Regions from separate parts of the Mus musculus genome. Here region 2 is linked to region 1. The links are chromatin contacts, called in public HiChIP or PLAC-seq maps. All regions are on one chromosome and are shown on one strand. Each heading gives the region's core, a stretch centred on a gene start, on an enhancer-like site or on the middle of the called end of the contact. The rest is flanking DNA. Distances are from core to core; before and after follow the strand shown.

The links. HiChIP or PLAC-seq counts read pairs in DNA pulled down with a chosen protein or histone mark.
Region 2: an H3K27ac HiChIP or PLAC-seq map of embryonic stem cells shows a contact between it and region 1, with 12 times the contacts expected there. The contact joins two enhancer-like sites. A contact is called at or near these places in 5 of 39 promoter capture datasets (3T3-L1-derived adipocytes, embryonic stem cells, hematopoietic stem and progenitor cells and 2 more), 1 of 484 Hi-C or Micro-C datasets (embryonic stem cells), 4 of 115 datasets of contacts at active chromatin or transcription factors (embryonic stem cells and pancreatic cancer cells) and 2 of 9 other capture datasets (adipose tissue and pancreatic islet).

The regions. Positions count from the first base shown.
Region 1 is chr17:27,035,019-27,040,919 of GRCm38.p6, reverse strand. Ggnbp1 (gametogenetin binding protein 1) reads right to left here. Exons shown (of 6, transcript NM_027544.2): 6 at 4,542-4,807. The coding sequence ends at 4,754. Among named protein-coding and RNA genes, the nearest start is that of Ggnbp1, 8.7 kb to the right of the region's middle. Within about 2 kb of position 2,454, at least 147 of the 459 cell types and tissues checked have an H3K27ac peak or open chromatin away from gene starts, as enhancers often do. A contact at or near this core is called in embryonic stem cells and pancreatic cancer cells, where this site is marked.
Region 2 is chr17:27,227,691-27,233,591 of GRCm38.p6, reverse strand. No RefSeq gene overlaps it. Among named protein-coding and RNA genes, the nearest start is that of 9630028I04Rik, 17 kb to the left of the region's middle. Within about 2 kb of position 3,626, at least 16 of the 459 cell types and tissues checked have an H3K27ac peak or open chromatin away from gene starts, as enhancers often do. A contact at or near this core is called in embryonic stem cells and pancreatic cancer cells, where this site is marked.

The DNA.
Region 1 (5,901 bases), core at 1,205-3,704:
TTGAGGACTCTGGAGTAAGGAAGGGCCCTGTCCAGACTCTTAAGGTGGCCACACAAGGGTCTAACCATCCCCTGAAGGAACTGAATGAGGATGCCTAAGATACACACTTGGTCAGGAAAGCGGCTGGCTTGGAGATCCTCATTGCCCCAGCATTTGGGAGGCAGAGGCAGATCAATGCCATCAGATCCAAGGAAGGGGAAAGTGACTCTGGGGAACAGAGACCATCGCTTTCGGCCCCATGGATAGGCCTTGCTCCCCACCTTCCCAGTCTCAGTTCCTGCTGCCTCCTCCTGGACAACCCCTCCCCCACCCCTGTGGCTCAGGACTCTTGCCTGGGAACTTCATTCACAGACGGGAGCTCCTGCAATCTATTAACAGGCTTGTGTTCATCTGTGCCTTGGGCACCGGAAGCTCTGAGCAGAAACTTGCACGGTTGGGTAGACTCGGCTGCTCTGGCGCACAGGCGTCTCCCTAGCTGCTGTGTGGCCTGCACCCTCCCGCCGCTCGCTCTCCAGCTGTGGGTGCCCTTCCCGCGTGCAACCTTCCCGGTACCTCACAGCCAGGCTTTGTGGTGCTGTGCGTTCTGCAGGGGGAGGGGCGCCACCTAAGGCACTAGGATCGCTTCACGGAGTACAGCCCAGGGGCACCCCTCAGAGTCCACACCTTCAGAGGGAAACCAAACCTAACTCATCCTCTCATCCGTTTGGAGCAGGGGCAGAGACAGGGTCTAGCAGAGCAGGTAGCCCAGGCTGGCCTCCAACTCCTGGGTTTACAGGTGTGCTGCCCCATGTCCAGCCAAAGGGGGAAGCCCTTGCGCTGGGTCTTGCTCCATAGCTCAGTGCTTAAACAGAGCGGGGACGGTGGTGATTATGAACGGACTGGTTCCGAGTTCCTTCTGGAACTTACTGCCATTCTCTTTTTGTTTTGTTGTGTTCTTCATTTTGAAATACTTGTTCATTTTGGAGTCAGGATCTCAGGGAGCCCGGGCAGGCCTCAACTCACTTGGTATCCAAGAGTGACCTTGAACTTCTGACCCTCCTGCTTCCACCTCCCAGGGTGTCCCTGCATCACTTGGGCTTGGGGCCCCCAACCCAGGGCCATGTGCATAGGAGGCAAGCTCTCTTCTTTTAAGGGTGCTCTGTGAGCGTGCAGGATGGTTTTTTTTTTTGTTTTGTTTTGTTTTGGATTTTTTTTTTTTTTGGCTTTTCACCAGCCTACATGAGGAGTCTGTGGTTTTCCCATTTCACGCCTCCTACAACGGGGGTGGGGGGGTGGGGGTGTGGAAGGCTAGTCTGAGGTCATGTGAGTTGTTACAGCGGGAGTGGCTTCCAGCCTGATGTGTCCTGTCCTGTTGTCCTGTCCCCCCACCCCACTCCCCATCCTCAATTCCTCCTCCTCTCCAGCTGGAGAGGATTCTGCTGCAGGTGGCTGCTCACTCCCCAGCCTAGGCTGGCAGAGCCTGGGGCAGCAGCTCACCTGGAGGTCCCGCATTCCTGCCAGGGCCCTGGCTCCCAAGCACCCCCCAACCTGAGGCCTGCCCTGAGTTCCAGATCATCCCTCGGCGTGGACCTGGAGCTGCTTTAATTACCTTCCACCTCCACAGCACAACCTGAGACACGTGTAGCCTGCCCTGCTGCCCCGTCTGAGACAAGCACAGGCAGACACCTGGATCCCCGCAGATAGGCAAACCCTAGTTTGATGGACCCAGCACCCTGTCCCTAACAGCCCCGTGCTGCGGACCTGACCGTGGCCACTCTCCCCCCCAACCCCCCACGTCGGTTCAAGTGAGCAAACTGGAGGTTCCTCCCTGCCTGGTGGGCTGAGCCTGGCAGTTGGGAGTTCAGATCTGATGGATTCTCTTCTCATCCACCACAGGAGCCTGCGCCGGTGATGCCTAAAGGCTTCCTGGCTCTCATAACAGAGGTGGAGACGCTCCAGTCTCCAGATCAGACCCAGAGGTGTCTGTGGGCTTCCACTCACTGCTGGGGACCCCTCCTTCCACTGAAGCTCCTTGTTTAGAATGTGTGACATCATCACCTTGTCTGCCAAGCCAGGCCTCCCGCAGAAGCCAGCCCTGGATGCCCCCGCCCCCACCCCCCGCCCCGGGCTGGGGAGAGGCCTCGTGCCTGCATTGACACACACACACAACACACACACACACACACCCCTCTCCCTCTCTCCCTGCCCCCAGACAGCAACAGCACCCATATTCCTTCCCCCTCGGTCTCTGTGGTTCACAGGAATCCTGAAGTAGATTGAGCTGTGAGGCTAGCCCACAGACATGGAAGAGAGGAATGGGCCAACCGCAGACGGAACCAAGCCTTCGGCCCCCCGGGGGTGGGGTGGGGGTGGAGAATCTACACATCCCAAAAAACACTGCCTCTGCCTGCCTGCCTAGGCCCCGCCCTTCCCAGCAGCACCCCGACTTGAAGGAAGTGATTAGCAGAGCAAACTGGGCACAGGTGAGTCACCAGGTCACAAGGCCTGGCTGACTCAGGACAGCCGGCCCCTCCACCAGCCTCCTGCTCTAGACTCTGAGTCAAGGCCTCCACGGGCCAGGACCAGGAAGCCTCGGAGAGAGCTCCTGCTCTCCCCCAACCCCAAAGTGTCCCTAATTGTCTCCAACCACCCCCTGCACCCCCCCACAACGATGGCAGGGGGGTGGGTAGGGAAGATGGGGAGCCTGTTATGCCTTCTTCAGTGAGCTAGGCTGGTCTATAGTGAGTTCTGCAGCGTACGTTCCACCACTCCAAGGTGATGGCTCCTCACCGGGCACCGGCCAACAGTGGCTACCATCACTATGATCAGTCACTGCCAACCCAGTCACTGGCCAACCCAGGCACCGTGGCACTCACCTGTAATCCCAGAACTCAGAAGCAGAGCCTGGCAGAGAGGGAGATGGGGACCAGAGCTGCCTCCGAAGACAATCAATCAATCCGACCTGATAGAGACCTGCAGGCTCTCTAGCCCAGCCGGCTGAAAACCAGATGTGTGGGTAGCACAAGGCAAGCTTCCCCCCACCCCCCATAAGCCTTCAGGGAGGCTTGGAGTCCAGGTCCAGGAGAGGAACAGGCCCTGCTGAGATAGCAGAGACCGCCTGGACCACAGCACTTCCTGGTGTCCCAGGAAACCTTGCTGAAGGCCACTCCTCCACACTCAAGTTCCCTTTGCCTCTGGATTTAGGCCTTTGCATCCACATAGTACCCCTTTAACACACACCCCCAACCTCTACCTGGGACCTCTGAAATACCCAGCCGTGACCAGCATCTAGTCTGGGAGAGCCGTTCTCCTGAACTTTCTTTCTTTTTTTTTTTTTTTTTAAAGATTTATTTATTATTATATCTAAGTACACTGTAGCTGTCTTCAGATGCACCAGAAGAGGGCATCAGATCTCACTACAGATGGTTGTGAGCCACCATGTGGTTGCTGGGATTTGAACTCAGGACCTTCGGAAGAGCAGTCGGTGCTCTTAACCACTGAGCCATCTCTCCAGCCCCTCTCCTGAACTTTCACATCTTCAGCTGTCAATTTGGCACATCTGGGAAGAGAGTGTTAACTCAAGGATTGCCTCCATTAGATTAGCCCTCGGTGTGCTTGTCCTCCTTCTCTTGATTGCTAACCGTTGCCAGGGGGCCCCAGCCTGTTGTGGGCGGTGCTATCCTAGGGCAGGTGGTCCCTGTGCTCTACAGAAAGGCAGCTGAAGGGCAGAGGACCCGGGTTTGGTTCCCAGCCGCCACATTGGGCGACTTACACTTGTCTATAACACCTGTTCTAGGAATCTGATACACTCTTCTGGATGCTGAGGTCACCGGTACTTAACACACACATGCGCTCTTGAGACACACACACACACACACACACACACACACACGATTTAAAGTAAATCTTAAAAAAAGAAAAAAGGTGGCTGAACAAGCCAGGGGAGAGAAACCAGTAAGCTTTGCCCTCCATGACCGTCTTGCCCTCCACGGCCACTGCTTCTGTTCTTGGCTTGAGTTCTGGTCCTGACTTCTCTCCACCATGAACTGACTGTAAGCTGTAAGATGAAATAAACCCTTTCCTCTCCAACTTGCTCTTGGCCGGAGCTTTATCACAGCGACAGAAAGGCAAACTAGAACGTACACCAGCTTCAGGGAACCCTTCCTCGCCTGTCCCCATCCCACCCCCAGCAGCCCTCACTGGTGCCCACAGCTCAGGGCCCCTTTCCTGGCTTTGTCCCTGAGCTGCCTGGGCAGGAGCTTCCTGCCCCGGAGAATTCCCGGATCCTCCAAGCCAGGACACAGTGTAGCCTGGGAACTCTGGGAGAGAGGGCAGTTGGGAGCTCTCCTCCTTGCTGGCAGACAGCACCTCCAAGTTAGCCTAAATCCCCTTCCTTCCTTCCTTCCTTCCTTCCTTCCTTTCCTTCCTTCCCTGCCCTGGAGCCCATTGGAGGCCCCCACACTAGCTGATCCGTGAGCACAAATTGGAGGCTGGAGACCCTAATGATCCGGCTCATTCCAGGAGTGAGGGAGGGAATGGTACGGGGACAGACAGCCCAGGAGGTGAATGCCAAACTAAGCTTTTATTAATAACGTCATCTGCAGGAGTCTGACGGGTAGGGACAGTGCCAGGCAGGCCAACCGCACACACACAGGATGCTACTCATCCCAAAACCCAGGGCCCCAGGGACTCCTTGCATGTGTCCCAAGAAGAGGCACACGCCAGACTGGGGTCCCAGGAGTGTGGGCACGGTGGGCTCCTGCCGGCACGGGCCTCAATCTGGAGGGGGCCAGTTTCCCATCTCGTCCATCTCCTCCAGGAGCAGGTGCTGCGAGCAGACATGGGTCAAAGAAGATAGTCCCTGCTCTGCCTTCTGGAACCTTCCCATCTACTCTCCCCCTTCACTCCTTCTGTACCCCATGCCATCACCTTTTCCAGACCTTCCCCACCACCCCAGAGCTGACCCAGGTTTGCTGACACTGAGCCGACTACCCCCCCCATGACGTAGGAACGCTTCTCCTTAGACTTCTGGGTTCCTTGGAAGCTGGAGGCCCTGGCTGTTCCTCTCTTCCCTTTTGCCTCTGCTCTTCTGCAGACTTTCTTCTAGCCGAATGGCCCTTCGACTGCCTTAATGAGCATTCATTCCCCCAGGGCCCTGGCATTCCCCAAAAGCTGAGGAGCCTGTTCTGTCCCCCTTAGCCCGTGGTCCTAAGGGCTGAGGAGGAGGAAGTGGTGGGGAGACGTGGGACTCTGAAACACTTGCTACCGGAGAGGCCAGGGGTGGGGTGCGCTGGGGTGGGGTGGGGTGGGGCAAACGCGTTATCCAGAAACTCCCAGTCTCTTAGTGCTGTCAGTGCTAGACCACGACTGACCGTGAGCCCAGGATGTCAAGGATGGGCAGGCTCACGAGGTCCTGGAGGAGGACGGGCCCTGGGGCTGGAGCCCCTCAGTATGACAGGAAAATTAAATTCCCACACGGGTTTAGTGGCTAGGGATGTGGGGGTATCCTGGGGCATGGGCGGGCATGTGGGCAGGTTTAGTGCAGCCTCAGCCCAGCAGGTGTGAATTCCTGGTGGAGTCACACCGGTGTACTCCACTGGAGTCCTGCTGCCCTGCCAAGACCCAAGTGAAGATGACGCAGCAGGAAGGCCTGGCTAAACTCTGGTTGTGAACCCAGGCCTCTTCCCTTCTGCGAACCACGGACCATCAGGGCAGAGAGAAGTGACGGAATGGACAGAAGTGGCCTCGGAACTGGCGTGGACGATATGTGGGGTCACCCCCAGAGCCTGTGTGCGTCTGTATGTCTGCAAGCTTTGGTGCAAATAAGGCAAAACAGAAGAAGAGCCACATTCTTCAAGGGCTCGCCCAGCCTGACAAACCTCCCTAGCTGTAATTCCAGCGCTGAGGAGGGTAGAGACAGGA
Region 2 (5,901 bases), core at 2,377-4,876, 190 kb before region 1:
ACAACTTGGCAGACTTTTGTGTGCCGGCTGAACCCTGTCTGGGCTGGCACGGGCAGCTTTGGTTGGGGCACATGGTTTTTGGAGGTGCCATGGCTTCGCTGGTATGTCCCCTTTCATTCAGCAGAAGGAAGGGTGGGGAAGGAGGGCACTGTACCCTGGCCAAAGTCACTCTCAGGGAAGTCAGCGGCCTGAGCATGAGCATCTAAGTGAGGGGACCCCAGCTGAGGCTGGAGCCACGTGGCAGGGGGCTAGGGAGTAACAGAGACCCAGGACACAGAGACTCCAGCACCTCAGCCATGTTTCTTTACGTTCTACTTAGTTTTGTTTTTTACATAGAACAAATCCTAAGGAAAGCTGGCTTAACCTCCCGGAAACTGGGAATAAAGCTTAGAGGGAGGGGATTGGGGGAGAAAGCCGTTGGCCTGAAAATGCCTCCCTTGAGAGTAGGAGGGGATGGCTGGGTGGATAAGGCACCTGCAGGCAGAGCCGGGATGGTTGTCACACTGGGTACCACACAGGCAGAGCCACTGCTGTGGCTGTGGAGAACGTGTGAGAATTCCTCAGGGATCCCCTGAACCATTTTGGCAGGGAACCCAGAAAAAACAAATGGTGGGTGAGGAAGGAAGCTGGGGACACTGGTGGCACCTGGGCTACCACGGAGGAGGAAATGGATGGGACAGAGTCCAAAGCCCCTGTCAACACCTTGCTCTGTGGGTGCAGCTCAGCACTGGAACCAGGGTCTCCTGGTTGGTTGAGTGACCAGTGAGCCTGTGCTCTTGCTGGCTGCCTTCCTGTGAGTGTGAGCATGCGTGAGCACGTGCACACACACACACACACACACACACACACTGTCTTCCTTCCAGTAGGCTCAGATTGACTGTTTACTTCCCTGCCTGTCCAAGCAGTCATTGGATCCCTTTTTCCATATTAAGCAGTTGCTGTCATAGCCACTTCACACCTGCTCACATCTTTCCTCTCTGTGTCCTACAAGCAGGTTTCTGACAAGTCCATTTCCCTACAAAGAGGAGAGGAGGGGTTTGGAGGTGAGGTGATGGGAGGGTCTGTCTAAAAACAGGAGTCCAGCAATTCTGAGCTCCAAGCCCCACCTAGCCAGGGCTCAACAGAGGCCACAGCCCATGGGGGAGCTGGAGAGACCTCCTTGGGGCTCCTCAGCACCAGATGTGCCTATACATCAAACATGTAGACCCATGTGTGATGGAGCTTTTAAGACCCAGGCATTCACGAAGAGAGGCTACTCAAGAGTTCTGGGGGCCAGGAATGTAGCCAAGTTGGTAGCACGCTTACCCAGCTGGGACTTGAACCCCCAGCACCAGGTAAACTGGAGATGGTGGTACCCGTCTAGTACTTAGAAGGTGGAGGCAGGGGGATTTGAAGCCTAAAGTCAAAAATCATTCTTAGGGGCTGGAGAGATGGCTCAGTAGTTAAGAGCACTGACTGCTCTTCCAGAGGTCCTGAGTTCAATGCAACCACATGGTGGCTCACAACCATCTGTAATGAGATCTTTTCTTTCTTTCTTTCTTTTTTTCTTTCTTTCTTTCTTTCTTTCTTTCTTTCTTTCTTTCTTTTTTTTTATAAAAACTGAAGGAACAGTTCCTAATTCTTTTTTTTTTTAAGATTTATTTATTTATTATACGTAAGTACACTGTAGCTGTCTTCAGACACACCAGAAGAGGGCATCAGATCAACCATTACAGATGGTTGTGAGCCACCATGTGGTTGCTGGGATTTGAACTCAGGACCTCTGGAAGAGCAGTCAGTGCTCTTAACCACTGAGGCATCTCGCCAGCCCCCCGTAATGAGATGCAATGCCCTCTTCTGGTGTGAAGACAGCTACAGTGTACTCGCATACATAAAATTAATCTTTAAAAAAGTCATTCTTAGCATGGAGTGTGTTTGAGGATAGTTACTTTTCACTTTGCTTTGCTTCTCCTCCTCCTCCTCCTCCTCCTCCTCCTCCTCCTCCTCCTCCTCCTCCTCCTCCTCCTCTTTCCCATTTCTGGGGACGTCTGCACTGACCCCAGTCCCACATTTGGGCTGACTGTCATTGGCTATCCCAGTAGTTTTAGGCTGTTTGTTATTTTCTATCCCACCGTTTAGCTTCCCAGGCACATTGCCTGCTGGCTTCCTGTCAGTCTCGCCCATAGAGGCTGCTGACTGGAGACTGGTGGGAGGGAGAAGAAACGCCACTGTGTTCTCCTCGATGGTTTGGGGTGTCTGCAAGCAGCTGCTTATCCTAGCATTGGTTGGCTTCCATGGCTTACACACACACACACACACACACACACACACACACACACACACACACACGCATACACACGCACTTGTAGCTCCAGCCTGGAAGGCTCCTGGCATAGCCCTTGTCTTGCAGCCCAGTGTCTCAGCATTTCTGAGTCACCATCCAAGGCAAACCAGGTCCCACACCCAGTCATCTGCTCATCTCCTGTCTCTTTTCAGCAGTTCCGGGGCCTCCTAATTCCTTCAGGGAGCCACCTGGAAGAGCTCGGCTCCAGCTGAGGGAGATGGTGAGATAGCTCATCCTGTAACCTCAGGATTTGGGAGGTAGAAGCAGGAGACTCAGCACAGAGCCATCCTTGCCTACATAGCAGGTTCAAGGCCAGCCTGGACTACCTGTCTCAAAACCGAACAATAGGCTGAGTGTGGTGCCACACACCTGTAGCCCCAGCACTTGGAAGCAGAGATAGATGGGTCTCTGTGAGTTCAAAGCCAGCCTGGTCTACATTGTAATTCCAGGCCAGCCAAAGAAACTCAGTGAGACCCAGACTCAGAATTAAAACAAAACAAAAACACCCACCCTTAAGCAAACAAACCCACCCTCGGGTCCCCTCTGGCCCTGTCTGACCTTCAACATCTTGGAGGTGGTCTGCTGCTTCCTTGCACCTGGCCCCAGGCGCCTCCTGGCACCTGAATCCTTGGTCCCCACCCATCCTCATCTCCCAGCCTGCTTCTGGCCTCCCGACTGATGTCTTTACCTCCCACAATCCACTTTACAGCACCCAGAATGACCCAGTCCTGCCCCCTTCCTGGCACCCACACTCAGCTTCTCCCTGCCTAGAAGGATGCTCTCGTGTTTGAAAGGTCTGTACGTGTTCTGCTGAAGGGCCTGGGTCCTCGGGTCTGATGGTAGGAGGCTTTAGGTTTGAACAATGGACGAGCAGCTGCTTTGGATAGAAACAGCCTGGACCGAACACACCAGGGAGCCCCAGCCCTGCCCAGAGGAAGCCAAGTCTCTCTGTCTTTAGCAACTGACACTCAAACTTCAGGGAGCCGAATCACATTGTCAGGTGGGGGTGAGGGCACAGTCCCTCAAGTCTCCTGATAGGAATGGGCCCGGTGGCCGAGGCTGGCAGAGCCCTCGGGCTCATGCTGACTGCTTTGCTGCAGGGAACTCCGTACCTCCTGGGGTCTGAGCCGTGACCCACGAACTGCAGGGGGGGGGGTGAGCATGGAGGTGACCTTGTGCTAACTTGCCCTCTGGGAGCAGAAATCCTGTCCCTCCCACCCTGTCCCCTCCCCACTCCCACACCTCTCTCCACCCACAGCAGCAAAGACTCTGCGTGAGCCTGAGAGACAGGTGCTGGTGTTGGCTCTTTTCTTTTAAGAAGAAAAACAATGAAGAAGCAAAACCCAGGAAATGGAGGAGGGAGGGGGAAGAGAAACCCACGTTCTGAAAGAAGGTTACCTCAGCCAATTGCACACACACCCCACACCCAGACTTGGCCAGAAGGGCACAGAACTGAGAGACACCCTGGCCTTCTGACCCCCTCCCTTCCTGGAGTTCCCCCTCGTACTCCTAGCTTCTGGACTCCAGATCACTCGCCTCCACCCACCATTCTGTAGGAGGAGATTCCCTGGTGGCAGCCTCAGGTAGCCTCTGCAAAGCTCCAGTGTTCTCCTCAGATCTCAAGGATCGGCTTTCAGTGGCTGCCTCTCTTATCCCCCTCCCTCAGAGAGAGTTTAGCTTTCGTGGAGTCTGGACGGTCTTCCTGCCATCCTCACTGACCGTGGACCAGCTGGACGGACTCTCTCTCTCTCTCTCTCTCTCTCTCTCTCTCTCTCTCTCTCTCTCGTGTGTGTGTGTGTGTGTGTGTGTGTGTTTATGTCTGTCCTCATCTAAGGAGGCCAGAGATATTGCACCCCCTGGGACTGGAGTTACAAACATTTGTGAGCCTTCATGAGGATGGTGGAAATCAAACCCAGATCCTCTAGAAGAGCAGCCAGTGCTCAACTGCCAAGCTATCTCTTTAGCCCTTACTCTACCAGGCTAACCCTGTCCAGCCCTGCCCACCCCAGCCTATCTAACCCCATAAGGAGCTATCTTCTCACTGTGCACAGCATCTATCAGTGAGGTCCCAAGCCAGTTCCATGCAGATCTGGACCCCCTCTGCAGATGGAGACTCTCAGAGGAAGAGCCTCTTCCTTGGTCTGGCAGAGAGGGCCAGGCTGCCACCACGGGCTTTGACAAATTGGCCCAGTGTGGATCTGACATGCTCGTGGCTGAGGGAAGGAGGGCTAGGATCATCTTCTCAGGGAACCCCTCCCGTGAGAACTAAGGAGCAGGCCCACCTACAGCAGTAGTGCTGCAGCAGAGCCAGCCCACGCTCTCCCTCCATCTTCCTGATCTCTCCTTTTCCTGAGTACCCTTGAATGAGGGGCAATTATTCCAGAGACTCAGCAGGGGATGTTTTCCTGCCCTGAGGGAAAGGGGAAATATGTCCAAGTCTATTTGTTTAAATTATTCAGCCACCGGAGCACCAAAAGGCATGACAAGAGAGCCAGGGTTTGCCAGAGCTCAGCCCGTCAGCACCGCGGACAGCGCCAGTCCAGGCTAGGGCCCCAGGTGGCTGTAGGCTCAAAGCCGAGAAGAAGGAGGGGAAGAGGGGGTCTTTCTCTCTCTTCCCTTCCTTTCACTGCAGCTTGAGGGGACATTGGATGAGGAATGTCACTGCCCAGCCCAGTTGTCTGGTAATCAGCCATTCTCAGTGCCCTGCATGAAAAGGCAATTAGAGCAAGAATTAAAAAGCCATTGCATCATTTAAAATCCAATAACACGGCTGGCCTGAAATGTGTCCTCAGTCCCTCGGGAGGGTGGAGGTGGGACATGGGGAGGTACAGAGGGCAGAAGGCTGGCACACGGAGGGATGGATGACTCAGGAAGGGAAGCCAGGGTTAATCCGGAAAGATTGAGACTCCAGGCCTTCCAGCCATACAGATGATCTTTGCTGCCCAGCCACGGCTCTGTGACACACCCCACACCTGCCTTAGCAAGGTCCTCCTCTCTGACTCATCCAGCATTGATTGCTATCAATTTACTTTTCTTACACTGGGCAGAGTAAGGGGGCTGGGCAGTGTCCCCTCAGCGACGCAGACACCTCAGTGCCTAGTGCCGCACTGACTGGGGAAGGGGAAGGTGATCTAGGTGGCCTGAATTACTCAGAGCTGGTTTACTGACAGCAGAATTAATCACCCCCTCAGATAACATGGCCACATGGCCAGCCCCATCAGCCTCCCCACAACCCAGTAAGACCATCTCAGAGAAAAAAAAAAAACCAAAACCCGAAACCAAACCAAACCAAAAACCAACCTTCATAATTCTTACAAAAGACAGTCTGGCCATTTCTGCCTTTGGCTGGCCAGGTCTAGAGAATCCACAAATACTCCTTAAGGTCTAAACTCTGAATCTGTTTTTCACTCCTGAGAGAGACAGAAAATTCCTAATCTGCTGAGAGGATGTTAACCCTTTTGGCGTGGAGAAGCCTCCTGCAGAAATCTCCCTGTCACCAGCTGACTGCCTTGATGTGGCAGCAAGGGGGGAGACGCTTCTCTTTCATTTCCCATCCTCTTTAAGCAGCAGCTAAAGCA